Regions from separate parts of the Rattus norvegicus genome. Here region 1 is linked to region 2. Evidence: chromatin contacts called from public Hi-C data. All regions are on one chromosome and are shown on one strand. Each heading gives the region's core, a stretch centred on a gene start, on an enhancer-like site or on the middle of the called end of the contact. The rest is flanking DNA. Distances are from core to core; before and after follow the strand shown. Region 1 has its middle 88 kb from the start of Pphln1-ps1. Region 2 has its middle 230 kb from the start of Pphln1-ps1.

Region 1 (3,348 bases), core at 235-2,734, 140 kb after region 2:
TAGAAGTATGGTAAGATGGATGGGGTGGGGACATCCTCATGGAGACGGGGGTTGGGGTGGGGGTGGGGAAGAGGGAGTTATAGGATGTGGGACAGTCAGAGGGTACACTGGGAGGGGAATAAAATCTGGAGTGTAAAAATAAATGAATGAATGTAAGGAAGTGAGGGAAGGAGGGAGAGAGGGAGGGAGGGAGGAAGAAAGGAAGGGAGGAAGAATGAAAGAAAGAAAAAATAAATGCCCTATAAGCCAGCTATGTCATTCCTGGGCACATGCTTTATGAACTTTACATCCTACCACAGGGACACTTGCACAACCAGATTTGTTGATGCCACTATGTTCACAATAGCTTAGAAAGCAACAGATGGATGGGTAAGAAAAATATGTGGTACCAATGCACAATGAAATATTACACAGTTCTAAAGAAAATTAAAATTGCCAGGTAATTGGATAAAACTGGAAAAAAATGTATATAACTGAAATAGTTCAGGCCCAGAAAGACAAGCATCCAAAGTTCTTTCTTATCTGAAAATCCTTGCTTCATATCTTTTGTGAGTTTAACTTGGAGGGAAGTTTATTTCTGGTCTATTAATGCTTATTTAAAATTTTTATTTTAAAAACTAATTAGTTACTCATCAGAGATATTACACGATATATTAAAATATTTAACTTCAACTGCATTTGAAGTTATTTTTCTGAAAATATTCACCTTGGTAGTTTATTTTGGTGTGTTCTGGTTCCATGTGTTCTGTTAACATGGATCTGTGGCTTTGCTTTTACTTCTGCTGGGAGATGCTCTATCTTGGACTGCTTTCACTTATCCAGCCAACCTTCTCTCATCAAGGCAACCACAAGTGAGATTCACCTCCCTCCCATTAACCCAAGGCTTACTTCACTTTATTGGCTGTTACTACTACATTCTTTTTTAGAAATTCATCTTTTATTTGAATGTCCTTCACTGCTCTGGTCCCAGCACCAAGTTTGGCTTTGGTTTATTTATAGGTGCTTAGAGATTTCTATGATTTCCTGGAAGCCCAGCAGTGAATCCCAAAGTATATTTAATGCAGAATCCAGCTGACTTCCAGATGAAAAGCCCCGGAGCAGACTTGCTTCACTCTGCCTAAGCCTGAAACCAGCCACTTCCAACTATAAATCTCACCATTAGTTCTCTCCTTGGTGATGAAGCAAGGCCCTGACTCTGAGCTCTCAGAACAGCTCATTTTGGCATGCAGACACCCTAAAGCCCCCATGATCTCTTTTCTTCTCTCTCAATTTCTAATCTCAAAGCACATACTGAAAGAAGTCCAATCTGCTTCAGCCAGCATCACCCAAAAGAAATAGATTCCTGGCTGAATGACTTCGGCCTCCACAGCCACAACTCTTTAATTTCAATGCACAAAGCTGCCTTTTGATCAGTATTTAGGCAGCCTAGCAGGAAATAATGCCCAGTGTAATGAGTCACAGCCTGACTCTACCCAGTCATTGTTCTGAAAGCTGTTTTGGTGCTGAGCCAGCCCTCATGGACCAGGCTCCTCCAGACCTCTCCCAGGCCTGCTGACACTGCACTCAGAGATCTGACTCTACAATGACATTTTCAGTCATCTCCTTTGTCTGAAGTTTGTCTTCGTGTCCACACTCTCTTCTCTGAGTATCCTGACTGTGGAGAGAGAAAAAAAATCAGTGAGTGTGGCCTTTTAGTGGACAGGAAATGTTGGAGGCAAATGTAAGCAAGATACATGACATATACTCACTAAATCTCATCCTGAAGCCCATTACCTTATAGCGGGCTTGAGAAACCAACTGATCAATTTTTAAGCTGATTAATGGTACCATTTGTCCGATCCTATTGAGCATCTTAGGGTAAAGGCAATTCCAAGGACCCGTGGCTCCAAATTCATTTCCAAATGCTTTTACTCCAGAGAGCAGCCCTGAGACTGAGCAGTATAGACAGCAACGTTTGAGTATTTTCAAGCTTAATTGATTAATGAGGGATATATCAACATAAGTGCACTAATGAGATGGCACAGGTGTAAATTAATTCTCCTGTAACATATTGATCTGCCCTGTTAACACAGTTTTAGCTGTTCTAGTGAACTAGGAACTATATTTAATAAAGAAATACCCCAACTCAGAGCGGTCTGTGGATCAGTCTTCTAATGTGAGCAATTAACCCTTGCAATCACACTAGCTAGTGCTATAATGTATTTTTATAAAGGGCAAAAAAACATACTGAGAAGAAAGCAGTTTAGATTCCAAAGCAATATGCCACATGATATTGGCCTAAAAATTAAATTACTGTAAATAACAGCATCTTGGATGTTTTCTGTCTTCTCTTGTTCTTTGTGCATTAAAGCTCTAATGCTGAACAGTTAAAATTGCAATATGAATATTTTTAACACTTGTGTTTTCCTAACCAGTTAGTAGGTAGGTAGAGAACAGGACATTTGTAAGTCCACTCTCAGAGCCACCCATGATGCCTGCAACTGCAGCATGGCTCCTGTAAACTGCCATCTGCATAGTGGCTAAAATTCCCATTGCAAAAGCTGGCAAAAAATTCAAAGTATGAAAATATAATTAATTTAATTTCATTTTTTTAAATCTTTGTAGGGCATTTTACATAAACAAATTCACCAGACAAAATTATCCTCAGAGAGACCACAGTCATTGGCTGGTGATCACCTTCCACATCAGGGCTCTTAAGAATCTTTTGTCATCTCACAAATAGTTCTCTTCCATATTTTCAAAAGAAGGTTCCATGTACGTAAGTACATGGGCAGCTTGTCCTTTACAAAAAATCTAAGGACTTCTCCAAACTGAACTTGGAATCTGAGTTAGGGAATAAATGATCAAGAATTATGCTGGGCACACAAGAAACATTAAAGTGCCTCTTCCTCCTATGGAAAAACACATCAGTGAGCATTTGCCCGTGCAAATGTACTCCAAAGTTAGCATCTTCCATAACATCAGACAATGAATTATTTAATTACCTTTCCTAAAATGTAATGCTCTCAAGTATGGACACCAATTATACAAGAAAGCGGTCAATCCCAAAGGCATCATTATTCCTTGTTCTCTACAGAAACTCTGACAGTGGGATAGCCCAAAGCACCAGACTCATGTATCCCTAAGTAGCTTCCAGTAAATTGCTATTCTGAGGTACTCAACCCCTTTGAGAACCATTGCATTAGTAATGCCACATGTTTTCATTGCAACCTTCTCGGGGCGGTCGCTCTTCTAGCATGCACTGTGGTCCTGCGAAAGAGCTTCAGAAATAGCGTTTCAGGGCTTTATTTTACTTTCATACCAGTATGTTTTAAAAGTCTTGGAGAACTCCCCTTTGGACAAGGATGA
Region 2 (3,494 bases), core at 152-2,651:
CAAGATGGCAGGGTAGCTAATAGGAATGGGCTAGCCTGCATTGAAAGCTTAAAGATCAGAACATTTGCCCAAGTACCATGGGTGTCCCCTGATCGAAACCAGCACTGTTCTGTTTTGCAATATTCATACCTTTCCCTCATCTCCACCCAGCTATGCTCACTCAGTTGTGTTGCCATCCAAATGCTGAAGGCCTTTGGGTTGTGCATCACTGACCTCGGACGTTTACTCAACAAATGATTTTTCGGAACTCTAGTTTAGCTGCCAAGAATCTAGACGTTTCCAAAAGAAAAATAGCTTATTACTGACAATGTTTTTAAACCAGGAAGCCATAAAGCCTTTGGTAATACCCTCGCTTCATTCATCAAACCAGGCATTCTAATAATTGCCTGAAGTCAAAGGGCACTTGATGACAGATGACCAACAGAATACACAAGCAAGTGTGAGCACGTGCACAGGCACACGCACAAACACGTGCACACACTTGAGTATGCACACTCCCCATAGCAACAGGAGCAAAACACACAACAAGCCTTGTTCTCCCATAAAACTGACTTCATTCTGCTGTTTCTAAAGGAAGTTCATAATTCTGTCCACTTTGCCAAGCTCCTGTACAATAGAAACAGTCTTGACTCAGTTTTTTTCTTTATAAGCTTTTCGACCCCATCGTTTAACACAAAAGTACAGCTGTTCTCACTGGATGTTTGGCCATTTTCCAGAAGAACCGAGAGATGCCCTGCTTAGTCCCTAATACTTTTTTAAAAATGAGGTAGTGTCTATTTCTGCCTCCTTGAAAGGCAGGTCTAGGGGACAGATGGCAGGGAGCAGGAAGTCCCTGAAATCAATTGGCTCTGTGGAAAACTGTGAATGGAGGACATCCTTCATTTGCTCTAACCATAATGCATGGGGCTTGCATTTTGTGCTCTATCAAATCAAACCTTCCCCAAGGGAAACCTGATTCTTTTAGGCTCAGTCTCTGCTCCCAGAGCACAGACACACAGCCTCCTCCAATAAGTCCCCATTACTGCCGACTGCATTGGTTTCAGAGCCAAATCCCAAGGGCTCCAAAGATGGCTCATTCAATCTTCCCCACTAACCAATCCCAAGAGTTTGCTGCTCTGCTCACTTGGCTGAGTATCAGAAGCCGCAGCCCCATGGCTCGGGTGGCTGTGGGCTGGGAGGCTGCTGCAGAGGACAGACCTCCTCTTTCTAAAGCTTTCTCCACACATACTTGGAAAGGGCAAGAAGAAGGTGTGAAAACAGAAGCAGGGGTTTGGTAGGAGGGTGGAAGATTCAATCCTAAACAGGTTTGACTTAAAAAAAGAAACGGTTACTTGACCCTTGCAAAAAACCTCACGCTCCTCAGTGCCCTTCTGGGAACTTGAACCACCTAACTATGTTGTCGCATAGTGAACCCACACCCAGAGTGTTAAGTATCACTGGCTCTGGGTCAGAGAAATGTCATCATCCCCTCCTCCGGGCTGCTGTCTTTAAATAGCTCCTCTTATTTACGGTGTGCATAGTGTTAATGTCCTTTAGTTGCTCTATTTTCAAGGATGGAAAAGCAGTTGCTAAGCATTTCTAAATGACAGCCCCAGGGTTCATTAAAAATATGGCAAACATTTGCTAAGCTCATTAAGTGCAATTTGTGTGTGTGTGTATCAGATTCCTCCTCTGCATGTTCTGCGTGACCAAACATCTATTAACCCTAATCTCATTGATGAGTCTGATACATTCAAACCAGCAATTAGACAAAACAAAAGGGATATTTATGGAGAGACTCCTAAACGGGCTTTCATATTGGTCTAAGCTGTTTCAAAACGACAGTTTAATTCCCCTCCGTTAATACCTCCCTTCCAGGGCTCCCTTTGTTTGATTATAGGCTGTCAGGTTTAGGGATTCTGATTGAATCAAAATTTGAAGCAAACTAAAAACACATAATAATTACGCTATTTAAGCACTGTTGACTACTGTATAAGCAAAGGAAGTGCTCTACAAATGAAGACCCCAGCACAAAAGCTTTCTAAAATGTACTGCTTGCACAATTAGAATGGGCAGAATGTGAATTAGACGGTTGCTTTCCCTGATCCTTTAAATTTTTTCTCCAGTTGATGAGTTTTGTGGCAAAACACCATGCATTAAATCTGTTAACTGGGCAAAAATATTTTAAGGCAGGCTTGCTCTGCCCTTCCTCCCAACCACCCCCTCACCTCCTGCCACCCCAACCACAGCTGTGGACTTGTCTGACCTACAACAACCATTCCAGCTTTCCACTAACTCAGGGCCGGCCGATGTGGTGTTATTATTAGAGGCGGAAAGGATTCCGCATCACTTACATGGTGTAAAGCTGGGCAAATAAACAAGCAGTGCTTACGCTGTCGCCTGATCACACTGGGCCTCCATGTTTGAATGCACTCTTTCAAATAGCAAGTAACCCTTCTTTCTCCAGCTTGTAACATGTCTTAGTTTTCCCCCAAGAAGAAGGAAATTCACCGAGAGGAGGGGATATCCACAGAGTTCCCCAGCAGGAACCTGACTCTGTAGTAGCTCTTGACCAGCTGAGCCTTTGCAAGTTAACTTTTACAGTCACAAAGGAACATGCCTCATTTGGGTTCATTAAATTTCTTCTTACTTGTCAAAGGGCTGGCCAAATTCAGAACTGTGGAGAAAAACCAACCCTACACCATTCTTCTAGGCTATTCAGCACCAGGCAGGGTTTTATTTGAAAGTCATGCCCAGATTTAGATCTTGTAAGTTTGTCTTTGTAGAATAAAGAAAAAGAATTCTGTTGTTCAGGTGAGATGCCCATCCTGCTTTGTCAAATCTCTAGTGTTGCCAGAAAGAGGGACAGTGAGATATAACATGAGGTGATGTACAGACAGCCTGCCTGGATGAGGAGAGGTCTCAGACTCAGAGCAGTATGAAGAGCATTACCTCAGAAACAAAGGAAGCCAGGCATATCCTTCCTTCAGCAAGTGCCAGAGTGCCTGGCCTCATGGAGGAACTACATTCCCCAGCATTCCATGCCACCAGGATTCAGAATCAGAGGCTTGCAAAGAAAGATTCAGGGTTTGAAAAGCAAAAGCTGCCCTTCCCCCAGAGAGGGGCTGTTCTTCCTATCCCTGTGTATCTGACACAGCAGGCAGGACCTAGTCTCTCAAAAGTCACTTTGAGGCTGTCACAGCTTGCTTATGCTTTTTTGTGTCCCTACTCTGTCAGCACAAGCAGCTTCTTTCTGATTTGGCTACAGCCCTCCTCCTGGATGTGTGAGCTTCTCAGTGTTCAATCACTTACTACTTCACATCGCCTGAGCCCCGACTGATACAAATAATAGGCACCCTACCTGAGAAAGAGGAATCCAGATGGCAAAAGCCAAGAGATCTTGAAAGATAGGTTCTACAGGAGGTAGGGGATCTCCAATTTTATTTATGCCTAAAAAAACCTTCTTCCAACAAAACTTTGTTGAACTCTTGTAGTGCAAGAGAGGTATGTTCCTC

What was found. Hi-C and Micro-C count contacts between places; a contact is called where the count stands out from the background.
Region 1: a Hi-C map of Schwann cells shows a contact between it and region 2, with 2.2 times the contacts expected there. The contact joins two enhancer-like sites.

The regions. Positions count from the first base shown.
Region 1 is chr1:220,968,682-220,972,029 of GRCr8, forward strand. No RefSeq gene overlaps it. Among named protein-coding and RNA genes, the nearest start is that of Pphln1-ps1, 88 kb to the right of the region's middle. Within about 2 kb of position 1,485, at least 46 of the 93 cell types and tissues checked have an H3K27ac peak or open chromatin away from gene starts, as enhancers often do. A contact at or near this core is called in Schwann cells, where this site is marked.
Region 2 is chr1:220,831,015-220,834,508 of GRCr8, forward strand. No RefSeq gene overlaps it. Among named protein-coding and RNA genes, the nearest start is that of Pphln1-ps1, 230 kb to the right of the region's middle. Within about 2 kb of position 1,402, at least 10 of the 93 cell types and tissues checked have an H3K27ac peak or open chromatin away from gene starts, as enhancers often do. A contact at or near this core is called in Schwann cells, where this site is marked.